Linked DNA regions of Mus musculus: regions 1 and 2 are each linked to region 3. The links are chromatin contacts, called in public promoter capture Hi-C maps. All regions are on one chromosome and are shown on one strand. The core of a region is the stretch at or near the end of the contact, and the rest is flanking DNA. Distances in the headings are between cores, read along the strand shown. Region 1 holds the start of Pms2 (PMS1 homolog2, mismatch repair system component). Region 2 overlaps Cdk8 (cyclin-dependent kinase 8). Region 3 holds the start of Atp5j2 (ATP synthase, H+ transporting, mitochondrial F0 complex, subunit F2).

Evidence for each region. Promoter capture Hi-C pulls out the DNA fragments that hold promoters and counts their contacts. Capture Hi-C pulls out chosen DNA fragments and counts their contacts.
Region 1: a contact with region 3 is called in a promoter capture Hi-C map of liver, with 3 times the contacts expected there. The contact joins the promoter of Pms2 here to the promoter of Atp5j2 in region 3. A contact is called at or near these places in 2 of 39 promoter capture datasets (the C10 cell line and liver) and 1 of 9 other capture datasets (liver).
Region 2: a promoter capture Hi-C map of liver shows a contact between it and region 3, with 2.1 times the contacts expected there. The contact joins the enhancer-like site here to the promoter of Atp5j2 in region 3. A contact is called at or near these places in 10 of 39 promoter capture datasets (3T3-L1-derived adipocytes, the HPC-7 cell line, HPC-7-derived erythroid cells and 7 more) and 5 of 115 datasets of contacts at active chromatin or transcription factors (the 230-238 cell line, bone marrow-derived dendritic cells, differentiating embryonic stem cells and 2 more).

The regions. Positions count from the first base shown.
Region 1 is chr5:143,908,592-143,911,422 of GRCm38.p6, reverse strand. Pms2 (PMS1 homolog2, mismatch repair system component) reads right to left here and starts at 1,422. Exons shown (of 15, transcript NM_008886.2): 1 at 1,344-1,422. The coding sequence starts at 1,366. It overlaps Aimp2 (aminoacyl tRNA synthetase complex-interacting multifunctional protein 2), which reads left to right and starts at 1,584. Exons shown (of 4, transcript NM_001172146.1): 1 at 1,584-1,842. The coding sequence starts at 1,708.
Region 2 is chr5:146,276,102-146,278,834 of GRCm38.p6, reverse strand. All of the region lies in intron 4 of Cdk8 (cyclin-dependent kinase 8), which reads right to left. Among named protein-coding and RNA genes, the nearest start is that of Gm52832, 29 kb to the left of the region's middle. Within about 2 kb of position 1,409, at least 6 of the 459 cell types and tissues checked have an H3K27ac peak or open chromatin away from gene starts, as enhancers often do. A contact at or near this core is called in liver, where this site is marked.
Region 3 is chr5:145,189,805-145,192,831 of GRCm38.p6, reverse strand. Atp5j2 (ATP synthase, H+ transporting, mitochondrial F0 complex, subunit F2) reads left to right here and starts at 1,291. Exons shown (of 4, transcript NM_020582.3): 1 at 1,291-1,329. The coding sequence starts at 1,317.

The DNA.
Region 1 (2,831 bases), core at 173-2,672, 1.3 Mb after region 3:
CACCACGCCTGGCTCACAATTCTTAAAAAGTCAAAGTTTGGTGGGAAATACTGGTTGACAAAAATCATCTTCCAACTATGTAACTATTCTCATAATTGCTTTTGAAACCTGTACCCAAATCCATGCTGCCTACACTGCTCTGATGAAAGTCCTCAGAGCTCATGTTTGAGACAAGAGTTCATTCTCAGCCTCCAAATGATAGTCCCACCTCACGACCACACTCAGCGAACGGGTTAAGTCTCTTTCTGTCCTGGCTGGCCTAGGGTAATCGCCTTTTTGTCTCCAGTTTACCCTGATTGCTACCACCAGTTTTGTTCACTCTGACACAGGTTCCAAGGTAGCCCAGAGCGCCCTCAAACTCCCTATGTCGTTAAAGGTAACTATGAACTCCTGCTGAGCCTGTTCCTGCTCGGATTATAGGTGTGGCTTGATTCCCACCAATTTCTTTTTACAATTACAAATCCAGTCGAAAAAAATCTTTAGGTTTAAATTTTTAGTGGTGCTCATTGCCTATCATATGAAGTTTGAAGTCTAGCAACGACAAGGTCCCAATCTACTATCACTAATTCCCCTACGGTTTAGTCACCATAAAAATAGTTTCCCGGCTATGAAATGCCCCATAAAAGTATAACAGAACATAGGTGCATCCTTGCAGTAACAATTTTAGGGTATTTTCCATATGGTCTGACATATAGTAGACTTCCAAAAACCCTGGTGAAATAAACCAACCAACCTCTTTTCTCTTCAATCTACCTTGCACAGAACCTCGCTGGTTATCACAGCACTCGGGTGTTTGAAGTAGGAGGATCCCGAGTTCAAAGCACTACCTCAAAAAACCAAAACAAACACTTGCACTCGTTCTAACTGCAAAGGATCTCTGGGGAAATCACAAGGTTAAAATACAGACAGCAAATTTGCATTTACAAATCTGTCACCGAATGTAACTGTGCTGGCCTTCGAAGATGTGCTTCACTGCTATGATGCCGCCTGTGAACACTACACCAAACGCACAGAAGCACCTCAATATAATAAAAGTTAAAAACCCTATTGACTGCAAGATCAGCGTGAGCCTTTAAGCCTCCCTCCCCAAGTCTTCAAGAATAAAGACTCAATAAATAAACAAACAGCGGAAACGAATTTTGTCTACGGCGACTGATTTTCGTGCTGGGTTTCAAGTGCACGGCCTGTGGCGGGAGGATGCCGAGGAAATAGCTTCCTCACAGAGGACCCGGTCCAGTCCGCGAGCTTGCCCGCCTCGCGCCTCAGCCACTTCCGGTCCTTTCAAGAGACCGGGATACCGGGAACTCTATAGAATGCGCCCGGAGACCACAAGTCCAGCTCACCTCACGCCTTCGGTTTGCTCCATGGATGCAGGACTCCTCCAGTCACAGTCACCGCGGGAGAGTTGGCGCTGCCGCTCTCGGGAAAAGACGCGTCTCCTGGAACACCCATTGGTTGCTTTTGACATATGATCCGCCCCTTCCGGGCGGGCTAGCGAAGGCATGCCAAGACCTCTTTACCGGTGATTGGCCAACTCAAAGGTCAAGTTGGTGACGTTAGACCAGCCCGGCCAATGAAAGCTCGGGGACTTCATTTTCCGGAACGCCAGCAGCAGAGTCAGAAAGAAGGCGGCTGCTGTCTGAGGTGGCCTTGGGTGGCTTCTGAGCGTTCCTGTCCCTCGCCCGCTACCTTCCTTGGGTTCCCACCATGCCGATGTACCAGGTAAAGCCCTATCATGGAGGCAGCGCACCTCTGCATGTAGAGCTTCCAACCTGCATGTACCGGCTCCCCAACGTGCACAGCAAGACCACCAGCCCCGCCACCGACGCGGGCCACGTGCAGGTAGGAGCGTGCGGCCCCTGCCTGGTGCGCAGGCGCCGTTCGTGCCGCGCCGCACCCTGCCCTATCCCTCGTCCAGTCTAGCGCGCCGGCGCTGTGTCTGCCTAGGGTCCCGGTCCCTTCTGCGGCCGGGTCCGACAAAATCCTCCTAGATGAGTGCTGCTGTGGGTTCCTGTCACGATCTCCAGGCGCACAGAAAAGTGAACAACACGAAAAATGCTCATTCGGAGGAATTTTCAGAGCGATCCCAGGGTTACCATAACCCAGGTTGACGGGTTTAGTGCCCCATCCTTCCCAGTTTAACTTTTCCACAAGAGGTCCCGACTTTTACTGTAGTTATGTGTTGTTTTTTTCGCGGTTAGGTTGTGGAGGCTATCTTTAAGCTATATAATCTTGATGGTCTGGAAACATAGTATGTGTTCTGTTGTCTGGCATACTGTACAAGATTTTGTTATAACGATAGTGAGTGATCTTGTTCCTGGCCACACCCCGCTTATTTATCTGCCCGGTCCTCACTCATGGGCGCTGGAATTTATAGACTAGCTAACATAAATAGCCTGTATAGGAATGGAATTCCTGGCCCAGTGGGCAGGTTTGCCTTCCACTTTTTAAGTTCTTTTTCAAAGCGGTTATACAGGTTTAAGCTGTTACCAGCAGGATAATGGAGACATCCTAATGTAGTTTTAATTTGGATGTCTCCAGTTTCTAAGTAAGTTGAGGTCCTTTTTCGTGTTTCCTGGCCATGGGAGTGTGGGGCAGAAACAGTGCCTTTGTAGCCCAGGCTGTCCTGGGATTCTTACAGCCAAAGATAATCTTGAGCCCTTTCTCCACCAGTGGAGAAAGAGCTTCCAAGTGCTGGGGTTAGAAGTGTGTGCCTGCCTAACTCAGAACAATTATCTTACCATGCTTATCACTATTGTTTGATCTCATTTTCTTTCTTTCTTTTTTTTTTTTATTTTGGTTTTTCGAGACAGGGTTTCTCTGTGTAGCCC
Region 2 (2,733 bases), core at 160-2,659, 1.1 Mb before region 3:
TCATACATTAAGTGACTAAATAACTCTTTAATAAAGAGAGAGAGAGAGAGAACACAGCTTGTTGGGTGGGGAATAAAGCTCGATGGTAGGACTTGTGTCTACCAAGTGCAAGCCCTTAGCACCACAGCAAATAAAATGAACACAAACTCCGAGAGTGGCTAGTGCTTCCCAAGGCTACAAGGTTAAGAGGTGAACCAAGATCCAAACAAACCTCAAGCTTCAATCAACTGGGGCTTGATTTTTTTCCTATGGGGACAGAAAAGCCATCCTAATTATCCTTCTCCTGTTTTCCTTAACTCCCCTTTAACATCCTGGCTCTCTCCCCGGCTTGTACCCATCTCTTCAGTCTTGTGTTTCTCTTCTTTTTGGCATTCAATTTATAAAGGTCAAAGGCAAGTCTTAAGTGCTGTAAACTGTATTTTATAATTAAAAGATGACTGTCGGGGCTGGTGAGATGGCTCAGTGGGTAAGAGCACCCGACTGCTCTTCCAAAGGTCCAGAGTTCAAATCCCAGCAACCACATGGTGGCTCACAACCATCCGTAACAAGATCTGACTCCCTCTTCTGGTGTGTCTGAAGACAGCTACAGTGTACTTACATATAATAATAAATAAATCTTTAAAAAAAAAAAAAGATGACTGTCATCTAACAGTGTCTATCTTAGGAGAAAACACCAGCCAAGCAGGGATGTGTAAGCAGATAGTAGAGCAATCCCTCAAAAGGCCTCACCAAGAGTTAACAAGCAGGCCAGAGACCAAGATACCTTTCAACCTGAAGGTGTGCACATCTGTGAAGCTGGAGGAAAAAATAAAGGGCTTTATTTTAAATTATGTTTCTATGAAGAGATATTTAGGCAGAATCAAGACAAATTAATCTTCCACATCCCCCTATACCTTTGTTAAATTTTATGCATGCTAACTAAATGGTATTACCTTAAATTATAAGCTTATCTATAATTTAGAAAGAATGAAAATTCAAAACTGTGAGCTTAGAACTTAAAATACCAATTACTTTAGGACAAGGTTAGAAATCCTCAGAGTACACACACACTGACAGCATAAAAACCCACTGGCCAGTTACACATGAGTTCACCCAGGGCAAAGGGACGCCGCAATAACTGTGCCCAGCGTACACACTGGGCCACAGAGCAGTCCCATCCCTTTGGCAGTCCACTCTGAGACACTGATTCTGCAGCTAATTGTACTTGAGGTCATTTTAGTTTATTAAATTTAAAAAACAATTAAATATTGTTTGTTGATTCAAACAACATTTACATTACAAAAAGTTACAAAAGTAAATTAAGTAAACGACAGGAGGAGATTAAAGGGATGGTGTGATATGGCCTGCTTCCTGAGTTTGCTTCTGTGGGAACACTCACCTTTGCCCTCTATTTCTCACAGACAAACTGAAAAAGACCTAATCAAAGATTTCTGTGGCACTGAGATCTAAAACAGACTCAGAACAGTAATGATGTTAGGTCAGGTGTGAGAAAACTCAATTTATCATTGCTTTTGGTTGCTCCTTTGTGTGCACATGCCCATGTCGGTGTAGGTGCACACTGTGTGGGGTGCATGTGCAGGCCAGAGGACAACCTCAGCTGTCCTTTCTTGAGTGCTATCCTCCTTAATTTTTAAGACAGGATCTCTCATTGACCCAGAACTCACTAAACAGGCTAGAGACCTACTGACCCATGGCCTCCACTACCTTAGGGCTGAGATTACAGGTATGCACCACACTCCTGGCTTTCTTATTTGGGTGCTAGGGGAAGGAGCTCAGCCCCTCGTACCTTAAGACAGGCACTTTACCCTAGCCTGAGAAGACTTTAAAAATTACAGTGAATCTTTCAAGATTAGGGTTCCTTTCCTTTTGGAAATCTGGACCATAATAACAATCTAATGTCTGACAATTGCTAAAGTTAGACTGGGTGGTTTATTTTTTATCCTTTTTGTTTGTTTGTTTGTTTTGCTATTATTCTAGACAGAGTTTCTCTGTATAATAGCCTGGGCTATCCTGGACTCCCTTTGTAGACCAGGCTCACCTCAAACTCACCACTTGTCTCTACCTCCTGAGTGCTGGGATTAAAGGCATACTCCACCATGCCTGGGGTGGTTTTTGTTGTTTGAAATCCTTTTTAATAGCACAACTGAGAATATTTTTATAGGCTTTCCAACAGAGTAATTCAGAAAAATTTTAAATCGTCTTCAGAAAAAAACTATTTTATGGTGTTTTGCCTATAAATACTATATTTCTCTTTTGTAGTAAGAAAGGCCTAAAACTCAGAAGAAAAAAGTCTGGGCGCTCATTGCTACATCATAGTAGGTAAGACATTTTACACTGGAGGGAATCTGAGTCCCAGCAAATTCTTGTGTCTAATAGCAAGAAGAAGCATCATGAAACCCACACTCACGGGTCTTGTTTTCAGAAACATCGATGATAATCTACTTTGTTACAAAAATGGGAGCACTCATCTAAATTACTTAATGTACTTCCACAGGTCATATGGAAAAAATTCCAAGTAAAGACTATACCTAACAATTACAAAGCTTCTTTCTTCCAAAGAGCTGTTTAAAGAAAACGTTTGCTATACGCCTGTTAATCCCATCTGTCAAAGGTCCTCAAGGCTCACCAGTATTACACACACATCAGAATTCTCGTCCACTTTAAGGCTGAGGAATAGTCACTGTATGTACTGGTACACTGTTCTTATGTGCACATTCATCGATGCACATTCAT
Region 3 (3,027 bases), core at 42-2,541:
TGCTCTCACTCTTAGATTGCTCTGACCATGTCCAGTCAGATGCCCATGTTAAGTCTACTTCTCTCTGCTCTTCCAGATGCCTCTGGCTGTTCCCTCTCACTCATATTTACAATAAACATCCCCTCTCCTGGGGGCTGGAGAGATGACTCAGTGGTTAAGAGCACCGACTACTCTTCCAAAAGTCCTGAGTTCAAATCCCAGCAACCACATGGTGGCTCACAACCACATGTAATGAGATCTGACGCCCTCTTCTGGCGCATCTGAAGACAGCTACAGTGTACTTACGTATAATAAATAAATAAATCTTTAAAAAAAAATCCCCTTTCCTTATGGGGGCTGGAGAGATGGCTCATCTGTTAAGAGCACTATCTGCTCTTTCAGAGGACCCAGGTTTCATTACCACAAATCACATAGGAATTCACTACTGTCTTTCTAACTTCAGCTCCAGGGGATCCAATGACCTCTTTTGACTTCAGTGGGCCCTGCATGCATGTGGTACACAGACATATATGTAGGCAAAACACCCATGTACATAAAAATAATTTTAAAAACCTTCACCTTAATTATACCATGGAGTGGTTATGTCAGTTTATACAGGCAGTGCACACATATAATTCCCATACATGAGTTGTCACTGCTAAAAGTTTCAGGCCAACCCAAAACATATACTGATTTCCAGGCTAGACTAACTCTGTTATTGCATACAGTCTTGCTGTATTTCAGGCCCAAATTTGGGAATTAATGGCAAGATAATGCCTGTAGCTATATAGTAGTCTGACTTTGGCGCTAACATGGCTTAAATCTAATACTTCTGATTTTGGGTCAAAAAAACTACCTTTACGAGCTTTAGAAAATACCCATTTAAGCAGGTGTCAGCTGTGGAGGCGTGTTTGCAATCATCATGGAAACCACTTAAGCATGTGGAGTGGAACTTCAGAGGGATTTGGGGGTCAGAGCAGTGAATAGCAAGTAAAAGGGACTGGGGAGGGTTAAAACAAATGTTCCTATTCAAGGCTTCTCTGCTTTTCTTTCTTTTCAGCATTGGGAATGGAACCAGAGCCTTAAGCACTCCGGGACTGAGCCACACCCCTAAGCCTCTCATTCCTCATGAGAGATCCAAAAGTAGAAGGCAAAAAGTCAAAAGGTCCCTTTTCTCTTTTGTCCTTTGCTTCCGCCTGGGATAGGTCTCAAAATGCTCTACCTAAGTGGTGATCTACTTCCCATGAGCCTCTGCTTCCCGCTCCGGCAGGGGTGCGTGCGCCCTTCCCAGCAGCCTTTGCGCGCGGCTGGAGTTCTGCGGACACCAGGACTTCAAGATGGCGTCACTCGGTGAGTACTCGGCCCTTTCCTGGCCTTGGGGTTGGAAGCCCGATTTGGGCACAGGCTCCAGGGCCACAGTGGGGTGAGAAGGAACCGCGGGAACTCTTGCTCTTCACCCGGGGCTTCACTGAAGCCTCCCCGGAAGCGCGCTGGACACTTACTATAAGGTCCTGTGCTCCCGCCCTCCTCCCTCCACTCTGCAGCGGATTTCTGCTGTGCATCGCCTGGCCTGGCGGTGGAAGACCCAGTCAGCACGGAGAGGCTTCTGGGGGCCTGCACATGCGTTGCCCGGAACCATTTGTCTGTCCTTCCGCGGAGGACTAAGCTGCTGCTTTTTCTTCCTGCGCGACTTGACACAGGCAGGGTCACTTGAACCTTTACGCTGGGCAGCGCTTGGACCTCCCTGGAGATGAGGCTTTCAGATTACGGTCCAGGACCAGCGAATGCCTAGAATGGTTCCCGACACCACATTATGTTACATACGTGTCGACTGAATACGCCTACTGGGGTGAAGTGACCTGTTCAAGGTCACCAGTCCTGAGAGAGCCTCGCTGGGATTCAGACCTAGGTTGGCGGGTCTCATGATAAATGAGATTACCTTTCAGAAATGTCCTTGTGACAGACAAGCAGATGTTCCCTTAACACGTACGAGTCAATCTCCACACACATTCATTGCGCACTGTTGGGATTACACATTATTGTTGTTTTTGTTATTATGTGTCCCACACGTGTCTAGGTATGGTCATGGGAATGCTGGAGCTTGTGTCCAGGTTCGAGGACAACTCCGAGGAACTCCAGTAGCCAGGCTAGCCATTTCACAGTTGTCTACCTCCTCCTTTTGAGACAGGGTTTCACCATGTAGCCCAGATTGGTCATGAACTTGCTGCCACAGTCGTGATGTATTAGCGTCTATCTCTGAGTGCTAGGATTACAGGCCTATGCTACTGTACTTAGCTTGTTACAGTGTTCTTTATCTCAGCCTGGGAAGGTGAAGGGGGGGGTGTCTAAAAACGGGGTGTGAAGGAGCTGAGCCTTTTTGATTTGGTTTGGTACTTGGTTTTGCAAGATAGGATTTCTTTGTGTAGCTCCAGCTGTAATGGAACTCATCTGTGGATCCACCTGCTTCTGTCTCCCCAGTACTGGGCTTAAAGGTGTAGGTCACTGCCACCTGGGGCATTAGCAGCTATTTTATCTGTAAAATGGTAGGAGATGGTTAGTGAACACAGCTTTCAGAAGAGACAACGGGAAGAGCATTAATGACACTGCTCAAGAGGCTGAAGAAGCACAATTGTCAGCCTGGGCCTTCCTCTCCAAAAAAAAAGTTGAAAAAATAGAAGTTTTGGATCCCAACCCCTACAGGATTTCTCTGCCACTCTGGCTATCCTTGAACTTGAACTCCACCTGCCTCTGCCTTCCCAATTGCTAGGGTTGAAGGTGTGTGCCGCCACTGCCACAACCACCACCCCTATCACTTTTTCTTGTTTTTTTTAAAGACAAGGTCTCCCTAAATAGCTGTGGCTATCCTGAAATTCACTAGATAGATCAGGCTTGTCTGGAACTCATAAAAGTCTCTCTGCTTCTGCCTCCTAAGTGCTGGGGTTAAAGGCATGCGCCATCATACCCAGCTTAAAGTTTGCAATCTTATTTAAGTAGAGGGTTAGTGTGAAGAGACCTTTGAAGGAAAGACTAAAGAGTTTAGTACACTTC